5 separate regions of the Mus musculus genome follow, and all the other regions are linked to region 1. A link is a contact called in public promoter capture Hi-C and targeted proximity ligation data. All regions are on one chromosome and are shown on one strand. The core of a region is the stretch at or near the end of the contact, and the rest is flanking DNA. Distances in the headings are between cores, read along the strand shown. Region 1 holds the start of Tmem151a (transmembrane protein 151A). Region 2 holds the start of Capn1 (calpain 1). Region 3 holds the start of Ssh3 (slingshot protein phosphatase 3). Region 4 holds the start of Znrd2 (zinc ribbon domain containing 2). Region 5 holds the start of Rela (v-rel reticuloendotheliosis viral oncogene homolog A (avian)).

Evidence for each region. Promoter capture Hi-C pulls out the DNA fragments that hold promoters and counts their contacts.
Region 2: a promoter capture Hi-C map of liver shows a contact between it and region 1, with 3 times the contacts expected there. A contact is called at or near these places in 2 of 39 promoter capture datasets (the SN4741 cell line and liver).
Region 3: a contact with region 1 is called in a targeted proximity ligation map of pancreatic cancer cells. A contact is called at or near these places in 1 of 39 promoter capture datasets (liver) and 2 of 130 datasets of targeted methods (embryonic stem cells and pancreatic cancer cells).
Region 4: a contact with region 1 is called in a targeted proximity ligation map of bone marrow-derived macrophages, with 4 times the contacts expected there. A contact is called at or near these places in 2 of 39 promoter capture datasets (liver and pre-B cells) and 2 of 130 datasets of targeted methods (bone marrow-derived macrophages and pancreatic cancer cells).
Region 5: a contact with region 1 is called in a targeted proximity ligation map of memory CD8 T cells, with 50 read pairs. A contact is called at or near these places in 2 of 130 datasets of targeted methods (memory CD8 T cells and pancreatic cancer cells) and 1 of 9 other capture datasets (pancreatic islet).

What each region holds. Positions count from the first base shown.
Region 1 is chr19:5,084,154-5,086,807 of GRCm38.p6, forward strand. It overlaps Tmem151a (transmembrane protein 151A), which reads right to left and starts at 1,338. Exons shown (of 2, transcript NM_001001885.2): 1 at 1,145-1,338. The coding sequence starts at 1,219.
Region 2 is chr19:6,013,924-6,016,577 of GRCm38.p6, forward strand. Capn1 (calpain 1) reads right to left here and starts at 1,324. Exons shown (of 22, transcript NM_007600.3): 1 at 1,183-1,324; 2 at 278-545; 3 at 73-142. The coding sequence starts at 544. Gm10814 (predicted gene 10814) reads left to right here. Exons shown (of 5, transcript NR_045783.1): 2 at 306-433; 3 at 946-1,889; 4 at 2,394-2,560.
Region 3 is chr19:4,267,926-4,270,579 of GRCm38.p6, forward strand. Ssh3 (slingshot protein phosphatase 3) reads right to left here and starts at 1,308. Exons shown (of 14, transcript NM_198113.3): 1 at 1,090-1,308; 2 at 620-660; 3 at 1-53. The coding sequence starts at 1,155. It overlaps Ankrd13d (ankyrin repeat domain 13 family, member D), which reads right to left. Exons shown (of 15, transcript NM_026720.2): 15 at 2,255-2,624. The coding sequence ends at 2,411.
Region 4 is chr19:5,730,400-5,733,053 of GRCm38.p6, forward strand. It overlaps Znrd2 (zinc ribbon domain containing 2), which reads right to left and starts at 1,333. Exons shown (of 4, transcript NM_020491.5): 1 at 1,277-1,333; 2 at 1,045-1,196; 3 at 842-926; 4 at 1-313. The coding sequence starts at 1,295.
Region 5 is chr19:5,636,189-5,638,842 of GRCm38.p6, forward strand. It overlaps Rela (v-rel reticuloendotheliosis viral oncogene homolog A (avian)), which reads left to right and starts at 1,353. Exons shown (of 11, transcript NM_009045.5): 1 at 1,353-1,653; 2 at 2,244-2,270; 3 at 2,363-2,514. The coding sequence starts at 1,647.

The DNA of each region.
Region 1 (2,654 bases), core at 88-2,587:
CATGAAATTTACAGGTGCATTCTGCCACTTAGACCTGTGCCAGCCAGGGGCACACACCCACCCATCCACACCTCCAACACAGGCTCATCATAGACCCACCTACCACAAAGGAACACCATCGCTCATTAAGAAACAACAGAACCTCACTTATTTTCAGAGAACAAACATCAGGGCTGTAGCAAGGTACACCCACACACTCAAGACCACATCAGCACAGGGCATATGCACATACATGTTACACTCTGGCACCTAGACATGTAAGACCCTCACCTGACCACAGTGCATGCCTACCCCACCCTATAGCAACCTGACACCCACAGTCCATACTTAGCAACACACTAGAGAGGCACAGCATGAAATCATACACACCCACACTCTTGGGTGAAGACCCAAGGCAAGGGACCCACCAGAGGCTCACCTGACTACAGGGTATATATGTTTCTACTGAAGACACAGGGAACACATCACCAGAATTCTTTCACACACACACACACACACACACACACACACACCACAAAATGCATTTATATCCGCTCACACATGCAGACCACACACCACCCTGTTTTCCACACCTATCATCTTACACTTGGCACATCCTCCTAGCTAGAGCTGGGGAGGGGGTCTGGGGATCTCAGCCACTGGAGTGGGCCCTCAGTCCTCACCTGGGGGTGGGGGAGAGAAAGGTATCAGCAGGCTCCGCTCCTTTCTCTTCCGTTTTTCCCTCCCCCACCTCCAGTCCCTGCCACCGCTACTGCATTGCAGGCACCGCCCGACACCTCGTGAGCAACTGGGCTGGACTGGGGGCCTGACCCCATGGCCCAAGCAGTCACGGACAGCATCCCCGGCTGCGCTATGGAACAGGGACGTGTGGGGGCCACAGGGGCTGACGTCACAGGACAGGAGAAGATGGTTGAGGGGGCGTCGAGGGTCAGGGTCTCCCCTACATTCCTGCCATCTATTCCTGCCTTGACCTACGTGGATCCCGAAGCCTCGACCCCTACCAGAACGCTGTCTCCCCAATGACGTCATTGCTGGAGGGGCTCCGGGACTTTCCTCCTCAATCCCTCTCCGGGGATCGCCCCTCTACTTGTCCCCTTCACCTCTCTACAGCCCTGGCTTCTTTCCCACTACTCGCCCCCGGTACCTCCTCTCGCAGCGGCTCGCCGTCCGGAACGAGCGCGGGCACCTCCCCGCAGTCTCCACCTTCGCCCTCCGGCATGGTGTCCTGGCTGCTTCGGCTGCCAGGCCCTGGCTCGGGGCATGATAAGCAGGGGTGCGGGGGGGCTGCGGTGCGGCCCCGAGGGGCGTCCGCTCGGCTCGGCGGCCGCTGAAGAGTGCGCGGAGCCCAGCCCGAGCGCGGCGGCGTTGGCGGCCGCGGTGCCCGGCGCCCCGCCCTCCGCTGACCCCGCCCCCGCAGCACCGGTGGCGCCGCTGGCCGCGCCTGGCACCGCGGGCACACCCCATCTCCACCCCCTCGCCTGTGGGAAGCCCAGTCTGGACCGCCGGACGCCTGGTTTCTCTAGCCGCGCTCGCGCTTGCGACCTTGGGCGAGTCCTTGCTCTGCGGCACCCGAGTCTCCCCAACTGAGTAATGAAGACGGCCATGGTGGGTGGACGTCCGCAGGTTCCTCTCTAGGGAATAGGCCCAGCACTAAGCCCACCCAGACTTCACCCCATAAGCTTTGCTTGTTGACAGTTAATACCCAGAAGGGAAAGACAGTCTCATCTGCTGGATTACAGGCTGGTGGGCTGGAGCCAGGGCACCAGGAACTCTAGGCTGCGCGACTTTTGACCAGCATGTTCAAGCCATAAACTCAGCCTTTCTATCTGAGAAATGGGAATGATAATATGTTGGATTAAAGTCACTAGCATGTTTAGGCCAGGCGGGGGCGGGGTGTGTGTGTGATAGGTTTGCCCTGCATGGGACACCCTTTTCTCAGGTGTGTATAGCTCACGGGGCTGGTTTCTCACATTTCAGAGGCCTCAAATTCAGAGATTCACCTACCTCTGCCTCCTGAGCTGGGACTAAAAGTATATTTCACTGTCCTCCATCTTTGCTTATTTTGTGTTTACTTTTAAAATTACTATTTTATTTTATATGTGTTTTGCCTGTATGTTTGTCTGTACACCACATACAAGCAGTGCCCACAGAGGGCAGAGGAGGGTGTTCGATCCCCTGGAACTGGAATGATAGATGGTTGTGAGCTGCTGAGTGAATAATGGGAATCTAAGCAGGTCCTTTGGAAGAGCGACCATCTCTCCAACCGCACCCATTTGTTTACTTATTGGGCCTAAATGTTTTCTGGCTATTGTCTATATGTAGTTAGTGTGCCTGGGCACTAGGAAGACATAGATAGGTGTTAGGAATGACATAGTTCCTGTCCTCATGGAAAATATTCAGGGAAAATCTGATTAAAGAGGGGTTTAGAACCCAGACTCTAGCCATCACTCTGGGCCATGGTCAAGCCTCCGTTCCCTTTGTCCCTCTGTAAGGGCTAAAGTGATCCCCCCTTTTATTTTTATTTTTTAAAGGTGTATTTATTTTATGTATGAGTGCTCTATCTGCACGTACACCTGCATGCCAGAAGAGGGCATCAGATCCCATTACAGATGGTTGTGAGCCACCATGTGGTTTCTGGGAATTGAAGTCAGGAC
Region 2 (2,654 bases), core at 74-2,573, 930 kb after region 1:
CAGTGCCCAATGGAACGGGAACGGAGAACTACAATGGGGCAAACGCCCAGAACCCCACCCCTGGGGGCCTACCCAGTGCTCCCTGGCAGATGTCTGTCCGGGTGGCTCCATCCACGATGAACTGGGGGTTTGACATCAGTTCCTACAAGACCCACGGTCATGTTCCTGGGCCAGTCCCTCCTAGAAACTGGTACCCAGACACCACGAATAATGGGGGGGCCCAGTCCCATTGCCCACCACCATCAGAACCAAGTTCCACCCAGAGTGGCCCTCTTACCGTAGGCCGCTTCCATTTGATGCCATAGGTTTTAGAGGAATGAGGACCCAGTTCCTTGAAGCCCAGGCTATGAGAAACCGGAGGGAAGGCCTCGTCTTGGAAGAGGACCCCACTCTGCAGGCATCTTGCCCGAAGCGTTTCATAATCCTGGCCCAGGTACTTGATGGCGTTTTCATGGCGGCCCAAGCCCAGCTCCTTGTCCCGCTTCTTCTGTACTTGGGCTGACACCCCGGTGCAGTACACAGGGGTGATTAACTCCTCTGTCATCCTGGGGAACACATGGGCCTGGTAGAGATGCAGGCCTTCCCAGGGATAAAACACAACTGCCTGCCGACATTCTCCTGGACTCATTCCTCCCCAAACATGGGTCACTGCTCCCTTTACAGTGCCTGGGACTCTCAGCCACCTTGTTGTTAGGCTCTCAGAATCTGGAAAGGGGTGTCCAGTTTCTAGGTATCCTGGTCACCACCTCTCTTTTCCCTATTCTTACCGCCCAGAGGTGACAGTTTGGTATCAGCCATCCAGGCAGGTAGGATAGGGTGGAGGCCAGCCACAGCAGCAGAGCAGAGGTACTCCAGGTACGATCCCTGACACCATTTGCCTGCCTGTAACTTCCCCTCCACAAAGCTGCCAAGCATCTAGTTCATTTGCCCCTTTCCTCGGCTTAGGAACTGAAAACTCCACGCACTGATGCCTTTCCACAAGCTGAACATCAGAGCACTGGACACTGGCCCAGCTACAGCGGACAGGTTGAGCTGAGCGCCTGGGTTGAGCTGCTTCCGGACCCTTAACCCTCAGGCAAACACACAGAAGACCTGAAGCAGGGGCTGATCAGCGACAGCCCCCTAACCCCAGAAGCAGTGGCCTGGGTCAAACAGTCGTAGTCTGGACACCCAACTTCTTACCTGGGGAAGGGGAGTTTGGGAGATTGCTGCGGTCCCTGGGGCTGGCTTCCTTGGTGGCAGCTCAGGGCAGGGCCCAACCAGGAAGAGCGCTCCTCCCTGCCCTCCTCCCTGCCCTCCTCCCCGCCCTCCTCCACCGCCCCTCGGCCCTGGTCCCTCCCTCCCTGGTCCTCCACCTACGCCCGAGGCTCTTACCCCGCTCCCTCTAGGCTCTCCCTTATCTCCCCCGCAACACTTTTTTACTATCTCTTACTTAGGGTGTCTTTCAGTCCCCTCCCCCCGCCCCCTTCCTCTGCAGACTCTAAGCCAGCTCTGCGAGAGGACAAATTGGTAAATGGCAGAGTTGTCTCCCGGGAGGAGCCGGTCGCCGGTCCGGGTGAGAAGGGTTGGACTGGGACAGAAGGGCACCGCCGGCCAGAGAGAGGGTAGGGCAAGGGGTATTTTTAACTAGGGCCGCAGCTCGAGTTGCAGAGCCGCCGGCCCCACCCTATGTCGCCCTCCGGGAAGGTACTGGGGACGATCCGGCTCAGTGACGCCGCCAACACAGTCCTCCACCCGCCTCCTGCGCCCCCGCGTGCCTCTGGGTTGCAGCTGTCTTCCAGCCCAGCCGGCGCTCGGCGAAGCAGGGATTACCTCTGGTGGCTGCAACTGCTTGCTGGAGCTGCCCCTGGCTGGATGAGAGCTGACTTCTGCCGGACGCTAGACAAACGGTAGCCCCACCCCGGCCGGTCCCTGCCGCAGACCCGCTGTAGGGCTGAGCCAGCTCCCCACCCCCTCACCTTAGGGCGCAGGCCTGCAGAGCTAGCACTCCGCCCTAGCGGTCTTTGCGCACACCCTGCATGGCCTTAGGTAAATCCGTGCCTCGATTTCCCCAACCGTGCAGAAAAAAAAGAGGGACAATGGCCTTAGCCAATCTTTGTGTAGCATTCTGGCCTTCTCTTTCAAGTAATTGGTCTGCGCACCTGGGATCAGCTCCCTTGTGGGGGTTACCTGACCCGGGAGAGGGCAGCAGAGGCCCGGAACACCAGGGCAGGCTCACACAGGACCTGCAGATCCCCCTGGGCGCACTACAAGAGTTTGGAGCATCAAGGATGCAGAGGGATTGGAGCGGTCCCAAGGCTCTTCACAGTTATAGAGGTCACAGCATGGCCGATCAAGCTACATAAGATGGACAAGCATTCATTGAATAGATGGTGCTTTTCTTGGGATTCTAGGCACCTCGACACTCCAAAAGTTAAGAGCTGACTGCGTCTAACTTTCGCACCTGGGCGTTATGCTCAGCTGGGCATGAGCTGATGAAGACGCCTCTGCCTTCATGGTTAATGGAGAGGAAGGGTTGGTCCACACACTTTCCCCGACTGAAGCCTCATCTAATGCAGGTGTCAGTAAAGGCAGGAACTTTGGCAAGGGTGGGGAGATGCGCGTGGCCGGGGGCGGGGGAGAGGTAGGGTGGTGCCTGAAGAAAGCCTAGGCAG
Region 3 (2,654 bases), core at 58-2,557, 820 kb before region 1:
CCCCTCCATCCTGAAGTCCCAGGACAGCCCCTCGGAGCACCGCAAAACTCTGCCTGGCAGAGCGATGGGGACATGGTTCAGGTCATAGGTTTTCAAACTTTAGGGAGGCTGAGTCCCCTGGCTGGCGGAAGTGGGCTGCTGGCCCGCTCTCCAGAGTCAGATGGGCCGGAGTGAGGCACAGTTTGCACTTTTGTAACCAGGACCCTGATAGCGGTAGGCACCTAGAGCCAGCCTTGGGCTCTCAGGCTCCTCCTCACCTTGTTTTGCACCTTTGGAATGTGTTCCTTTTCGGGGTGGACTCAGATGCTATAAACTTGTTTAAGCACTTATACTCCTTCAGGTCCCATCCTGCCCTTGGTCCTGGGATTACTGGGCGAGCCAAGGTCCAGGTAATGTGTGAAAGCATCTACTGGCCAGGGCTAAGTTAACCATGCTGGTTCTTCCACAAGCCAGAGATGTGATGTTTGCCAGCTCCACCCACAGCATCTGCCTCCCACCTAAGCATGAGTTTATCTGACAATACTTAAGTGAGTCCTTGGTCCAAGCAAGACATCAGGAGTCCACAATGGCAGCAGCTAGGCCACAGGCTATAAGGAAGCATTTGTCAGACAGAACTCACCTGCGCTGGAGCCGGCCTCTGCGTCTTACCACTCGGTCCTGCTGAGAAAGCAGCCCGGGAATAGAGTAAGAGAGCAGCTTCCAGGACAGGAAGCACCCAAAAGCCTCTCCTCTTCCTACAAGGGAGCGCTAGGTGGAAAAGAAATCTCTTTCCTCTGAAGCCGCTCCCCTCCAACAGGCCCCAGAGAAACCCGGCCTAAGTCCAGGTACAGCAGTGCTGCAAGGATAGGGGGTTGCAGAGTGTGGGAGGTATTTGGGCAGATCTGGGCTTCAACAGACCCGGGCGGTTCTCAGGATTCCGCATCTACCTACGTCGAGCTCCTGGGAGCCTCAGGGCCTCCCAAGTGCCTTAAAACGTGAGACTCAAGGTCCCCCTCCGCCTACTCCCAGCCGTCTGCTAGGGGCAGGACTTGCTCCCTAAGGCCTACCTTGGCAGCCAACTGTAAGAGCGTAAAACCAAGCTAAACTCACCGTGGGTCCCACAGGCGTGGAGTGGCCACTTGCCGGCGGCGAGCGACTCACTGTGACCAGCGCCATAAGGTAGGCAGGCCCGGAACACCTGGGCGAACACCCGGCACGACCCCTCCCTCAGCCTTACGGTCAGTCCCTGCCTTCGCACAACCAGGAAGAAGAGATTGGAGCCACCAGGGCCTGGCACCTCCTCGGGAGCGGCCCTTAAAGGGCCCGACTCATGACCAGTCTGGTCGCGTAGAGCTGGTACCGAGCGACAGCGGCCCCGCCCCTGCGGTCTCGGTTCAGCTTGCCCCGCCCCGACCGCGCTAGAGGCGTGGTCAAGGGCGTGGCGCAGGTGAGCCCAGACCTCACTTTCCCTGCTTTGGTCGCTTTGCCCACAGAAGGCTTTCAACCCTTCTTGCTGCACCCAGTAAGACTTGGACCCCCACTGTTTGGTTTATGCTATGGTTTCTTGGAAAGGAAGGAGCAAGGGCAACAGTTTTGTTTTTGAGACAGGGTCTCACTATGTAGCTGACAGACCTGAAACTCATTATATAGAGCAAGTCGCCTAAAACCCAGAGATCCACCTGCCTCTGCCTCCCAAGCACTAGAATTAGAGGCATGCGCCACCATACCTGGGAGGCAATGGGTCTTAAATCTACCACCCCATTCCAAACTTGCTCTCTTTTCTGCTTGGCTGTCATTCCTCTACTCTTGAGAAGATCTGGGAGAACAGAAGGCCTTTTTGGAATTTTTGCAATAGTCCCCAATACCTGTACGCATTTCAGGTCCACCCTAGGGGTGACTAGGACAGGGCTGAGCCCCTTCCCCAGAGAGTGACTTGCTTAAAGGTTCATTCTGGTAGAAAATACTTGAAACAGGGGGAACCTGTGCCTGAGTTTTGGGGATGAGGTGGGAGCTTCCCCCAGTAGGTAGAATAGGAAGACCCAGCCCAGCGGGAGTATGGACCATCAGGCTGGGTGGCAGGCAGAACCTGGGGTTGGGGTAGCATCCAGGGAAATTTCAGAATCTCCAGGAACTCCTGCCCCGTGAGAAGTGGTCTTATTTTCTAGCTGTAGAAATGGAGGCTCCAAAGCTGCTCAGTGCCAGCTCCAGCGAGGACTACCCATCAGTAACCCCATCCAGTGTCCCCTTGGTTCCAGACCACGCAGGACAGCAAGCCTACTGCTGATGGTCTCTTTATTTCCACCTCAGTCTCACTGCTAGCCTATCTTCAGTGCCCAGGTCCCAAGCTCAGCAGCAGACAGTTTATAAATAAATAAATTACAAAACCAGGCAGAAGGCATGGCCCTGGGGAGCCGTCCCAAGGCCAGGCAACTCAGTGCTCTGTGAGTGACAGCTGCAGGATCCGCTGTAAGTCGTCTTCTTCCTGCTGACCCCGTCGCTCCAACTCCTCCTGTTCCCTTGAAGACAACTCCAGGGCCAGGCGAAGCTGCTCCTCAAAGCTTGGGGGTGCAGGGGATGGAGGTGTCTTCTGAGGAGATTCTGGACCCCTGGACTCTGTGGACAGCTGTAGGCTTTCCTGCAGGGCCCTTCAGGGTAAGGGTTGAGGGGAGAGCAGA
Region 4 (2,654 bases), core at 83-2,582, 650 kb after region 1:
GCCTCGGCGCAAGCCCGGATAAGCCCACAGAGCTGGATACTAGTCTCCAAGGAGGTGCTAGAGCCCAGCTCGACTGACGCCCAGGTTAGCTTCTGCAGGAGGGCCGTCTGTGTGGAAGCCACCGCGTCCGTATTTGGAGGTGCAGCCGGAAGAGGAGGCGCCTGGGCTGCCTTGAGCCCGGCTGCTGCGCCTTCACAGTGCTCTGGACGGGGTACTGGTGGCTGGGATGGGGGCCGAGAGCTCGAGGCAGGCTCTGTAGATGAGGCCAGCTGGTGTTCCCGAGCTTGAGAGAGCGCCGCCTGTGCATTCAGTGCTAGAACAAGAAAAGTGGTGGAAGAGTGAGGGTGCCCCGTCCGCCTCTCCCGAGTCATGTGCTCTTTACTGATGTCCCTGAGCTGCTGGTGTTTTCTGCCTAAGCCAATCCCATCTCATCTCTACTCTTCTTTCTCCTTACACATGCTTGCCAAACACTGCCCCACTGATTTACACTTGAGGTCCAGTTGCTTGACAGATGGCCTGGCCTCATCTATGCATCAAGTCTATTCCTGTAAACTGGGATGCCCGCCCTTCAGTGGTAAAATGCCTGTCCAACATGCACAAGCACCCAGGGTTGCACGTGCACTCTACAACGTAGGATGACTATTTTGCTAGGACTCTCCCCACGGTGTCAGAAACAAAAGGCTGATGGTCTTTCTTGAATGAAACACCTCTCTAGGGCGGAAACGAGAAGGCACCTTAATGCCACAGCACGCAGGAGTTTCCACTGTCACCTCCCAGGCTCACAGTTCCTCTGTAGCTATCGCCACTCTCTTCTCCCCACAGTGCACACTCGGACCCTCACCCGGGTTATCTTTATCCACGTCTGAGTCGAGCTCCTGACAAGCCACACAGTAGATTTTCCGCTGTTTATCTTGCAGGAGGATCGTCTGGGGACCAGAAAGTACATGGACATAGGTGAGCCGGAGAGACAGGGTTCACAGAAGAGGGAGCTGAGGAAAGGTCGTGCGGCCCGGTCCGCGGCCTCGGCCTCATCACTCGCCTCACCCCGCAGTCGGCGCACGTGTCGCCCAGCATGCGGTAACCACGGAGCAGGTAGTCCCCCATCAGACGGGAGATGCGATCCTGCCGCTCCCGTCGCGCCTGCAGCACCTTCGTCTCAGCTTCAGTCGGAGGCTCCCAGGTGAAATCGTCGACATCTAGAGAAAACAGGCACAGGAGATAGAGAGAGCTGCCTCCCGCACCCCACGGCCACTGCCCAAACATCCCAAGCGCATACCTGCACCGTTCAAGGCCATGTTGCCGTGGTCACTGCTGGGCTCACCGGAAGTGATCCAAATAAGATGCGCCCCCACTACGGCCCCGCCTCCCACATGTGGTAGCTGAGGGCGGAAGTGACGCTTACACGGTCTTCCTGGCGCTTTAGTCAAAGGGGGGGCGTGTCTGCTGCACATTTGACCCTGACCTACGGGCTCGGCTGGTGGCCAGAGCTATGGTTGGGTACCACCGTCTCCCTGGTAACGCTTCAGTACTCGGGTGTGGCTTTTCAGAGTCTCCATTTCTACTTGCCTCAGATAAAGTGGCCCTTAGGTCTGTGAAATACCCGATTCCCTCAGGGTTGTCTTTCCACACAGGGGAAGCAGGAGATGGGCAGGACCATGACATCTGCCCAACAGTCACTGCAATAAAAAGTTCTCTAAATCTTTCAAACTAGGCTAGCTACACTGAGGTCGTTTTCTGCCTATTTCAACACTCCTCCCTGTTTGCGTGTTGGGTGTCCTCTGTCCACCTTCTACCAATGCCTAGAACTGATGTAAGCCTGCTGTCTTAGTTAGGACTAGTATAGCTGGGATTAACACCATGACCAAAAATAACTTGGGGAGGAAAAGGTTTGTTTCGCCGGGCATGGTGGCTCATGCCTTTAATCCCAGCACTTGGGAGGCAGAAGCAGGCGAATTTCTGAGTTCGAGGCCAGCCTGGTCTACAGAGCGAGTTCCAGGACAGCCAGGGCTACACAGAGAAACCCTGTCTCGAAAAGCCAAAAAAAAAGAAAAGAAAAGAAAAGAAAAGGTTTGTTTCACTCATGGTTCCATATAACATGTTCATCAAAAGCAGGAACTCAAGCAGGGCAGGAAGCTGGAGGCCATGGAGGAGTGCTGCTTACTGGCTTGCTCCTCATGGCTTGCTCAGCCTGCTTTGTTACAGAACCCAAGAGCAGCAGCCCAAGGATGACCCCACCTACAATGGGCTTGACCCTCCCCCACTGATCACTGGTTAGAAAGTGCTCTACAGGAGAGCCCACCAGATCTTACGGAGGCATTCTCTCCTCTCAGAGGACTGTAGGGCCTGCTGGTGAAAATGGCTTATACTCGAGTGGGTTACAAATCAAGGACCAGTGCTCCTCATAATCCTGGGTTCTTTGCAAGAGCACCAAGTAATTAAAAGACCAAGGGCTGGAGAGATGGCTCATCGGTTAAGAGCCCTGGCTGCTCTTCCAGAGCTCCTGAGTTTAATTCCCAGCAACCACATGGTGGCTCACAACCATCTGTAAAAGGGCTAAGACACCCTTTTCTGGGGTGTCTGGAAATAGCTACCATATACTCACATGCATAAAATAAATAAGAGGAGGAGGAGGAGGAAGAAGGGGGTAGAAAGAT
Region 5 (2,654 bases), core at 103-2,602, 550 kb after region 1:
CGGAAGCTGCAGTTACAGTTGCTGATAACTGGACTCTGGTCTTCTGCAAGGGCATTATCGACTCTTAACTGATGGGCCATCTCTCCAGCCTGCAACCATCCTTTTTTAAAGAGCATCTTCTGTAGTTCTGGATGGGTTCAAACTATGTAGAGGAGGATGACGTTGAACGTCTGACCCCATGAGCGCTGGGATTACTGGAGCATCCTGGAGTCAGAGATCAAATCCCAGCTTCCTGCAACGTTATGCAAAAACTACTGAGTTCTCATTTCTAGCCTTTACTTTTTAGTAAGGACGCTGGTATTCATATTAACTTAAATTGTAACTATATGTGTTTTTACAAGTGGTTCATGTGAGGACCAATGATGGCTGTGTGCCATTAATTGGAGATTATATTCATTCTGTCGCCTTGACATCCGCCCTCGCAAAATATTAAACTGCTTTTTCTAATCTGCGCCAAGTGAGAAACTGAAATGAGTGGGAGGGGCGTAACTATTTTCACTTTTGTCTTCCTGTTTTTTTCAGAGCCTGGGAAAGCAATTCAGAATTTCCAATCTTTTCCAATTCCCACATGATTTCCTAATTTAGAGAAAATAAGTCTTTCTCTGAGTGCTGAAACCTCCTGTGGCCCGGGAGGCGCCTCCTCCTTCTGGCATAGTGGAGGCAGCCTGATGTGTTGCGTCCTCCGGCCAGAGTCCCCACACTCAATCTGCACACCTGCCCTTGGCTTAGATGGCAATTTTTGCTCCCTACAAACGCTTTCCTCATTGGAGCCTGGACTCCTGGGAGGCCTTGAAGGAGATGTTCACGGTGTGACCCTAGCTGGTTCCGGAGATCCCTAAAGATCTAAACCTTAGCAGACAGCACCTATGTGTGCAGACGAAGCCCTGGGGCTCTTCCAGCACTCATGGCTCTCAGGGACTCTTAGAGGTACAGGTGTCTGCCTAGTCCTCGGTCTGCCCCTCTACCCTAAGGCCTGTCGGATGCAGCACGCTCGCTCCGCGAAGCACTCCTGCGCGCAGCCGGATCTAGGTTGGGGAGCATGTGGCCCGTAGCACGCGGGTCCCCAGAAGGCCCCTGCACGCTTAGGAAAACGTGTGGAATTCAGTCACTGGCCTCCGCGGGAGCAGCAGGCCTGGGCCTCTCCCTGCGCAGGGCGAATGGCCGCAGCCTGCCACCAGCCCTGGCTCGGCTCCAGTCCCGGCCAGGGTGACATCACCAAACTCCTGAGATCAGAGCGGGGCGGGGAACGGGACCCGAAATCCCCTAAAAACAGAGTGAGTAATCGCGGGCCCGCCCTCCAGGCGGGGCCGGGAACGGGACCGGGACCCCGAGCGAGCCGCGCTGCGGAGCTTGTAGTCGGGCCGGCCTCGGGACAAACAGCCTCGGCGTCCTCCCGCCGCGCTGCGGTGTCCCCGCCCGCGCGCCCGCCGCACACCTTCCGCGCCCAGCGTGAGTCGCGCACCTGCTCTCGGCCCCCCACGCGCGGCGGTGGCGGTGGCGGCGGCTCAGCGCGCAGGCGCGGCCGGATTCCGGGCAGTGACGCGACGACGGGCGCGCGCCGCGCATTTCCGCCTCTGGCGAATGGCTTTACTTTAGCGCGCCGTGGGCTCAGCTGCGACCCCGGCCCCGCCCCCGGGACCCTGACCATGGACGGTGAGGCTGCCCTCTGGCTCGGGGGATGGCTGCCCTAGAGCTCCGGGGCCTGCGGCGGAATCTCCCCCCTCCCCGCGCCGTCTTCCGCCCCTTTCTGCGCCGCGGGTTGCTGCGCAGGGAGCGGCAGGCCGGATGGTGGCACGGGGCGGGGCGGGCTGCGAGGGGGTCTGACTCAGTTACCCCTCTCAGTGGAGGGCGCCTTGACTCAGTGTCCCTCCTGGGTGGGGGTACGGGTGAATCTTGACTCCGTTTCCTCCGGCTCCCCCCACCCCCGTGTCGATGCGATTAGTTCTGGCTTCCTTTCCGTGTAAGGAAGAAAGTATCTGACTCAGTTTCCCCAGAAGAGGAGAGGAGGGTATTACCCCCTCCTCAGTGTCACTTATGAACGTAAAACAGGCACTGACTCAGTTTCCCCTGGCAAAGGAATGCCTCTGTGTCCCCTTTCTCTAGTTCCCCGGCCTCTGTCAGGGCAGGTTTCAGGGTCTTGGCTCAGTTTTCTTGGAAGGGAGGGAGCTTGGCTCTGTCAGGCCTTCGCAGGTGAGGGTGGGCACTGGAGTTTATTGACAATGTGCCTTGTCTTTCCCTTTCAGATCTGTTTCCCCTCATCTTTCCCTCAGGTAAGTTGGACCATCCATCCTCAGTAGTCAGGGGCTGTCCTGGAGTCGGGGCCGTGGGGATAGCACCTGATGGCTGACTGTGTCACCCACAGAGCCAGCCCAGGCTTCTGGGCCTTATGTGGAGATCATCGAACAGCCGAAGCAACGGGGCATGCGATTCCGCTATAAATGCGAGGGGCGCTCAGCGGGCAGTATTCCTGGCGAGAGAAGCACAGATACCACCAAGACACACCCCACCATCAAGGTAAGCAAGAGCCCCCAGGGGTGTCGCTGGGACACAGATGTGGTGGAACGCACTGTGCAGCCCCAGCAGACTTGCCTCCTGGTCACCGTGCCCTGTGTCTAAGAGCCAGATTAGGGATTGCTGGCCACTAGAGTACTCTG